3 separate regions of the Oryctolagus cuniculus genome follow, and all the other regions are linked to region 2. Evidence: chromatin contacts called from public Micro-C data. All regions are on one chromosome and are shown on one strand. Each heading gives the region's core, a stretch centred on a gene start, on an enhancer-like site or on the middle of the called end of the contact. The rest is flanking DNA. Distances are from core to core; before and after follow the strand shown. Region 1 overlaps FNDC3B (fibronectin type III domain containing 3B). Region 2 overlaps FNDC3B (fibronectin type III domain containing 3B). Region 3 holds the start of FNDC3B (fibronectin type III domain containing 3B).

What was found. A called contact is a pair of places that touch in the nucleus more often than the background predicts.
Region 1: a contact with region 2 is called in a Micro-C map of ear pinna, with 2.7 times the contacts expected there. The contact joins two enhancer-like sites. A contact is called at or near these places in 2 of 6 Hi-C or Micro-C datasets (ear pinna and psoas muscle).
Region 3: a contact with region 2 is called in a Micro-C map of ear pinna, with 2.0 times the contacts expected there. The contact joins the promoter of FNDC3B here to the enhancer-like site in region 2. A contact is called at or near these places in 2 of 6 Hi-C or Micro-C datasets (ear pinna and an unstated tissue).

What each region holds. Positions count from the first base shown.
Region 1 is chr4:107,916,132-107,918,831 of mOryCun1.1, forward strand. The region is part of intron 11 of FNDC3B (fibronectin type III domain containing 3B); the gene reads right to left. Among named protein-coding and RNA genes, the nearest start is that of GHSR, 130 kb to the left of the region's middle. Within about 2 kb of position 1,365, at least 3 of the 8 cell types and tissues checked have an H3K27ac peak or open chromatin away from gene starts, as enhancers often do. A contact at or near this core is called in ear pinna, where this site is marked.
Region 2 is chr4:108,070,420-108,073,119 of mOryCun1.1, forward strand. The region is part of intron 3 of FNDC3B (fibronectin type III domain containing 3B); the gene reads right to left. Among named protein-coding and RNA genes, the nearest start is that of FNDC3B, 130 kb to the right of the region's middle. Within about 2 kb of position 1,417, at least 7 of the 8 cell types and tissues checked have an H3K27ac peak or open chromatin away from gene starts, as enhancers often do. A contact at or near this core is called in ear pinna, where this site is marked.
Region 3 is chr4:108,200,016-108,202,715 of mOryCun1.1, forward strand. It overlaps FNDC3B (fibronectin type III domain containing 3B), which reads right to left and starts at 1,401. Exons shown (of 25, transcript XM_070072505.1): 1 at 1,259-1,401.

The DNA of each region.
Region 1 (2,700 bases), core at 115-2,614, 150 kb before region 2:
AAACTGGTTCCCTTTTCCCATGTGACTGGTATTGTTTCTCATGTTTTCTTACTCTGTGGCCTCTTTCCATTTCCCTTTGGGTCTTACAGGTTCTTTCGTGTCTTGCTGAGCTGCCCTTACAAGGTTTGATAATGGCCTGCTAAGTAAGTTAGCTGAATCTGGTTATCACATCAGGTGAATCTGGTTATCACCTGCTTGCGGCCCATGGCTGCTGGATCCAGACATAGGCTGAGTAATTCTGGGCTGGGCACTCTGAAACAGCACAGTTCAACCTGGCAGAAACGGCAACAATAAATCAAATAAAAAAAATAAGGGCGCTGGCCAACTGAACTACTGCCAGGCTCAAAAGATTTAGTCTGCTAGCGCGCCTATATTTAGAAGTTGTTCCAACACTGGCCAGCCCTAGGCAACATCAAAGATAAATGCTGGCTTGAGAAATAAAAGAGCATGTGTCTATTCAACATAACCATATATAAGAAGGGGTTCAGGACAGGGAGGTGGGGACACTGCCCATCTCAGTGGATTCAGAAGCTCCTTGTGCCAAACCCCTCCATTCCCACAGTGAGGCCTCTTTCAATTTATTGAGCACTCTGGCACAGAGGAGCCTGCAAGGTAAAAGGGGGCCGATGGTTTGTGGTTGCATGGTGCTAAACAAACACTGCACACATTTCATCCCCTGGCACACTAGTTGTTCTGTTAGTGGAAGAGGCCTGGAAACCAGAAATAATCCAGGATTATCACCAGGTCCTATGATTTAAACAAACCAACCTAATTTTCCTATGCGTCTCTCCAAACACTGGGGTTCATCTGGTGTCATGTGCTGTGATAAGATCAATGTGTGCAGACCTCCCAGGGAAGGGAGAGGTGAGAGCAGAGGATGTAAATTTAGGATACATTTAGAGATGAAATTGGGGAAGGGCGGGCTTTGTGCACCTACCTAGCCAAGGCCCAAAGCAGTGGTCTTCCAGCTGGCAGCCAGCAGGCATGACAAACACAAGATGATCAATCGGGTGCCAGGGATCAAGATGGGTATTTGTGATTCAGCCTTAGACAGAAGCTCTCCCAGGTCTGCTGCCCAAACACACCTCACAAATGGTAATAAGCAGGGAGAGAAGCTGCTTCCAACATGTGATATCTGGGGCTGAGCAGCTTTCAACCCAGCCGTGGCACTTCGGGGCCCCTCTGAGTTACCAAATCCTTCCTGGCCCAGTCTCCTCCAAGGGCAGCTACACAGGGGGAGGTGAGTCCTCTGGCTCTGTGATGCAGCAGTGAAGGTCCAGGATGAGCCGGGTCCCGGAATCAGTGTAGACAATCATGAGACAGAAAGTGTCCGATGGATGCAGTGCTAAATGAACCCAGGGCCACACTCCTCAGTCCCCACAGAGCAGTCACTGAGAATGACCAAAGATCGCCTGGGCCTGGGCAGTGGTCCCATCCCACCATATTCCAGCCAGACAGTGGCACTGGTTGGGGAATGGAAGCCTACCTTCCTGATTTTTTTCACGGAACCAGCACACTGTTCAAACAGAGCCATGTGGCACCTCACAGAGAGCCAACCAGGCTCTCAGCAAGGTTTCTTATGCCCCTGCAGGACCCAGGAAGTCACTCTGCACTGATGCTGCAGTTCCCTCCAATCCGAGAATGCTGCTCATCGCCCCAGAAGAGCCCCAGTCATCACATTCATAACTCATACCAGGAAATGTTCTCGGAGATTATCAACCCGAGCGACACAGCACTCTGATTAATAAGTAAATTACCATTTTCCTCTCTGGGGCCAGCTCAGTCAGTCAATGAGTGAAGCTGCCTCCTCTTGCACTGGCCGGCCCACAAGACACAATCTGGGGCCAGCTCCCCGCCCCGCGAGGGTTCTGCAACATGACCGCTGGGCTGACCTGGTCTAGTTGCTAATATTCCCTGGGGCCTCGTGGGCTCTACCTGCTGCTCGCCCTTTCTGCTGTCGACTTCAAATTATGCTCATCTAGCTTCCCATGGTATTTATTTCATCCTTAGTCCACTGTGTTGTGCAGCTGTGTTGGTTCATTAGTCACCAGGAAAACCCGATATGAACTTCCTTTTGGGCTAGCTGAATCACATGTGAGGACGCTTCCTCAGAACTCCACTGGTTACATTCCCACAAAGCTACTTTTCTGGCTCTTCTGCATATTCCCTGTATGTTCTGCCCAGTAGCTAAGCTAAGAGCAAATTGATACTTATATATAGCATCGACATCAGTTTTTGTTTAGTTCAAAATAACAACACTAACCCCAGGGCTCCTGTTTAAATTCCTGAGAGAAGAATGTTCTATTTCCTTCATTTCCTCTTAAGTGTTGACTTTTTTTTTAACCCCTGACCTTAATATCTGTTTGGGCAGATTTACACTAAACACATGGAATAATCAGTATACTGAATATGAGGACCATTAAGTCAGCTACTGCCCAAGTTATCTCATTCAATCTTAAGTATCAGTGGGATAACTGACTGAATTATTTCAAGAAGAGAGGCTGAGGCTCAGTGGCTACAGGACTTGCACAGGGCACCAGGACCACTCAGCGTGTGGACACTATTAATCCAGGTTTCCACTGATCGTCACTATCAATATGAATCCGAGCAAGATCTGAGAAGATCTGCATTTGTTCAGAGTAACTGCCTATAACAGCACTAGTCAGTATTTTGTATGGCACCAATTAAAACAACATCTGA
Region 2 (2,700 bases), core at 167-2,666:
CAGTGTGACTCTAGGGGAGGCAGAATCTCCCCCCCTGGGAAATGAGGACACTGGATCAGATCAGTGGTTTCCTAACTGAGATGCTGCAAATGTCAGGTGGCCAAGTGACAAAGTTTCAAGGGCCATCACCAGTTTAAAGATGAACAGGTAAAGTGGACCTGTGTCCCTCGACCTCACATCCATCTGTTTCAGATGGGGGCTCACGTGAGACAAACCAAGGAAAAGGTTCTGCAGTAACTGAAAGAACGGATTAACACCACAGAAGGTCTGCATCTAAGAATTGAAGGCCCTCCTCACTCTAAAATTCCATAACACCTTTGCTGTGGGGGGCAGGGGAAGCCCTATTAGAAGAAGGCAACTAGGAGCTATTCCAGGGGCTAGCATTGCATGCACCTGGCTTCGTTGTGGCCATCTGGGGCACGAACCAGCAGTTGGAAGATTCCTGCTCTTTAAATCTTTAAAAACAAAACAAAAACAAGGAGCTGTCCTGAAACTTCAAACAAGCACAAGCAAGCAGTATTTGAGGGTAGCTGGAATACAAGCCTCCACTGAGCATCAGGTGGAACATCCAAGCCCTGGACGAGAAATCACACCACAGGATTTGCTCAAAGTCCTTCTCTCCTGTTCCTACCAAGCTGAGAGCTACTTCCACCAGGACACAGTCTCATATCTGCCTGCGGGACAAGGCTGGGCTCTCACATCCCAGCCCACCTCTGCAAGAGCAGCAGAACGCTGTGGGGCGGGAGCAAGCCCCTCAGACAGCCCCACCCCGCCAGTGGACTCCTGCTGATTAGAAAGCCTTGCTGTGGCCAAGCCAGCCTCTGTGTGAGGCATTCTTCCCTCCTACTCCCTTCCACTAAGAAAGGTGTCTTTCAAGTGTATCTAGAAGGAAACCTGCAGAGGGGAGGCGCTTTCCCCTCTGAACGTGTTCCTTATGCCGCCGGTGATTCATGCGCTGGGCTGCTGCTTCCTCAGCGTACTGAGGCGGCTCTGTTCTGCGGGGCTGCGGGAGGCCACGTCAGCAGGAAACGGCCTGGCTGCCGGCTCACACTCAGACGGCTGGAGGAGGCCTGGAGGAGGCGGCGCGGCGCGGAGCAGGGGCACAAGGCCGGCCCCTGTGCCCGCCCCCCAGTGCAGGGAGCGCCCGGCCTGGAGACTGCAGGCTGGCCCTGAGCGCCACGCTCCGGGTTATGGTTTCCCTGTTCCTCGCCGTCCCCCCTCCCCCGGTATTTCCAGCTAAAGAGCACTGCCTTTCTCTCCTTCGCCTCCTTTTCTTAGAGGACTTACTGTACTGCATCCAAATTCACATTCGGAAAAGGCTGCCGCAAGCCAAATCAAACCTCGCTGCGGCTCTGGGCTGCCGAATCCGATGGAGGAAATGCTGCACAGCCCGGGTCCACCAATCGCTGCAGCAGCCCTGACACGCGTGAGTCAGGACGGAAAACCTGACCTCAGGGGCTGACGCACAAGAGGGGCCGCTACAGGCCTGTCTGCCTGCCTCAGACACACACACACACACACACACACACACACACACACAAAGTACAGTAAACAGGGCCGGCTGGCCACATGTCAATCGGACACCTCACCAAGGGATTCCTAACCAGCAGTAGGCGGATCTCTCTATTCAAAGAGCTGTCCCCCAGACAGGCCCACACTGCACTGCACTGTGGCTGGCTCAGAGTTCCAGTACTAATCCCACCCATTACAGGAACCCACATGATTAAGGTGGGCTTGGGAAAAATCAGAGGGCTCCTAGGCACCTGGGATATCTAAGCCAACCTTAATTTGCCTCAAGTTAAACCCTTGGGGCCGTGGGCGAAAAGAAGAAAGGTGATGTTTCTCCAAAACTTCTGAAGCTGAGGGCTTCCCCTTATGCTCGCAGGGAGGGGCTGCAGGGGAGAGCCCCAAAGTCAACACTTTCTCACTCCCAAAATACCAAGTCTGCTAAAGAAAACAGCCCTTCCCATGGAGAAACAGGAGAGAAAGGAAGTGAAGACAGAGCATGCAGGACACAGAGAATGTTGTGTCAAGGAGAGGAGAGGCCCTGGCCATGAGCATGGGCAGAAGAGAACTCTACACACACACACACACACACACACACACACGCAGTAGAGGCACGACAAAGGCTGGCCGACCCCATCAGTCCTGGCAGACACAAAGAGCAAGAGCTAAGCGCCCCTGGAAAACAAAATCCCAAATACAAGATGCAGAGGCATCTCAAGGGAGCTATAGCAAGAGAGGCATCAGGAGCAAAGCAGAAAAGGAAAAAAATGCAGAGCCAGATGAAAAGCTCTTTGTGAAAAGGAAGCAGCAGCCGAAACAAATCAAGATGTTACAGGTAGGCAGAGGGTCAGTGATATAAAAGGCATTCCTTTTCAGTTTCAACCACTGGTAATAACGAAAAAGCAGCCCACCCATGGTTCCCGAGAGTCCTCGGCATCACACCTGCAGGGGCTGCGGCCTATCTCCATTGGCTGTCCCTAATGCCTAATGTTAGTCTGCTACATCTCGCTTTAAGCAAAACCAAGTAACTATTTCTACTTTGATTAGCTACCATAGGCTTTACATAAACATGAAGGGGCATCAAAAAGTTGATGGAGGTGCCAGGGTTGAGCCAGCACCCGCGACACCAGCATCCCATAGGAAGGACGGTTCCAGTCCCAGCTACTCCACTTCGGATCCAGCTCCCCTCTGCTG
Region 3 (2,700 bases), core at 151-2,650, 130 kb after region 2:
TAAAAAGTTGTAACTTGGAAGGAAGTCTGCAAACGGCACTGTCTGGATAAAAATGCCAGCGCTTCCTCTCGCCGGAGCGGGCAGGCTGGGATCTGGGATTCGAAAATCTCCAACTCCCACAGCGCACTCCTGGAAGCCTCCCCGCCAACGGCGCCTCGGCGGCCCAGCCCGTCTCCCGGGACGCCGGGCCCGGGTCCGCGTCTTCGACCGGGACGCCAGGGAAAGTTCGCGGGCACAGCCCGGGGCCCGGCTTTCTGCCCAGGGTGACAGGCCCTTCCCACGCCGGCCGCCCCCGCCCCGCCACGGCCACCAGACGGTCCGCGCGGCCCCGGCCCCGGCCCGCCCGGCCCCTCGCGGCCGCCTCGGGGTGCGGATTCCGCCCGCCGCCCCACCCCCGGCCGCGGCGCCCCTCGGGGGTGACCGACTGACCGGAGCTCCGCTGGCCACGTTCCGGGTCGCCCGCGTCTTCCCGCCGCGCCCCGCTCCCCCGCCCGAGCTCCCAGCCGCCAGGCTCGCCAAGTCCGGCCGCGGCCGCCGGTTACCGCCCCCAGCCCGGGGGGGAGCCTGTGGGGCAGGACGGGGAGGGAGGACGTGGCGCGCTCGAAGGTGGCCAGCGGCGAGGCGGGGAGTGTCCCGTAGGGGCCGGGCCGGGGGCGGGCGGCCCGCGGCGAGGGCGCGGGACCCTCCCGGCCAGCGCCGGAGTCCGTGCCCCCGGGCCCGCGCCGCCCCCCGACTCGCAGCCCCACTTGGCACGCGCGCCTCCGCCCTCCACCATATGGAAATCTACAGCCTCGGAAAGTGACACGTCGGAGATTCCTCGGCCGGCCGCCGCCGCCTCCCCCTCCCGCCGGCGTTCCTGCCGCGGGGATTCCGGGCGGGGGAGCGGATTCCTCGGACCTCGGCCGCGGGAGGCTGGGGAGGGGGAGGCCGGGGGCAGCTGCCCGGCTTTTCTTCCCCACGGGAGGAATCAAGCCCGTCCCTCCCTCCTCCAGACCCCGGCGAGCGCGGGCCGGGGAGGGGGGGACGGCGGTGGGGGTGGGGGGCAGACAGGAGAGGCCGCCCCCTCACGGGCCCCGTGTTCGCGGGGCTCCCCCGCACTCCGGCGCCAAGTTTTCCCCGGGAAGCCCAGAGCGCTCCCGGGACGGGAACGCACTTTGGCGGACTAGGCGTCCGGCCGGGGCTTTCCAGCGCGCCGGGAGCAGGCGGCCGAGCGCGGGGTCCCGGTGGGCTGCAGCCCCCGGGCGCCTGCACGCCTTACCTTCCCTGGGGCTGAAACGCGGGGCTCCGGGCGCGCCACACACGCGTCGCCCACGCCTTCCCAGTCGGCAGCCCGCAGGATCCCTGCCGCCCCCTTCGCTGCTCCCGCCGCCGCCGCCGCCGCCGCCGCCGCTGCTCTCCTCCTCCTCCTCCTCCGGCCGCCGCCGCCGCTCAAATAACTACCAGGAGGGTTTGATGGGGGATTCCGCCATGTCAATGATGTCGGGACCACATGGGGATTTGGGGCCCGCCCACTGCCGTAAACCGCCGAGTAGTCCCGCCGACACAATCGCAGACGCGCTGGAGCTGGGGGAGCCTCGCTGGCTGGCCCCCGCACAGCCTCACCGAGCTGGAACTCCTTTTGACTCAGCCGGACTAGGGAGGTCTGAGGCGTGGAAGAACCGGCGACGCCCGAACCGGGACGGTGCGCGCTCTGCAGATCGCCAAAACACCGGGATAAACAGTGTGAGCTCAGTCACAAAGCTGAAGCCCTGACACATTTTTTTCATTTACACCTATATTTCCTTTATTTCTGTTGTTAATCCCCGCAGACACCCAGTGTGCTGTTCTGGCACTCCTTTCTGTATTGCCACCGCTTTTGTTCTCGCAGCTCACGTGGCACCAGCTCACTTAACCGAGTGGAAATGCCTGTTTCCCCCTTCATTAGCCAGTATGCACTCTCGGAATATGCCTTGCTCTTATCTGTACCTGTCGAGCACAGCACAGCGCAGGGATCACTATAGGACTCATAAGGTGACCGTTAGGTTTGTATTACTTGAGTCAAATGCGTGTGTTCCCGTTACTCAGGCTCACGAAGGTTTATAGACCCCCATCCCATTCTTCCCCTCAAATTAACAAGGGATATCAGGAAAGGAGAACTGAGGTTCACGCAGAGAAGCCCTTGCCTTCCATGGCTGCCCCGGGAGGAATTCTGAGTAACTGCACTAGGCCTCAACTGTTAAACTAGGAGCCAGGAACTCCATCCAGCTCTCCCAAGTGGGTGGCAGGGGCCGAAGTACTTGGGCTGCCTTCTGCTGCCTTCCCAGGTGCATTAGCAGGGAGCTGGATCCGAATTGAGGTAGCCGGGACTGACCCGAGTACTCCAATGCAGGATGCCCAACATGGCAAGCAGCAGCTTAATCGACTGTACCACAACGCCAGCCCCTTGAAGCCGTCTTTCTAAATTACCGGTCCAATCCTGGGTCATAGTTCTGTGTGGGCAAACACAGAAAAAAGGCAAGGGTTCCCCAGGAGCCACAGAGCACGGTCCAGGCTCTCATGCAGGCACAGGGGACCGGTCCCACCAGACCCAACTGGACTCCAGCCTTGGCCTTGCCAGCTTCCCCCTGAGCCATGCCCTCCAGCCCAGTTTAACCCAGAGTCACCTGGGTCCCTTTGTGCCTCCCCTCTGTCTAGAACACTCTTCATCTTCCCTCTGTAAGA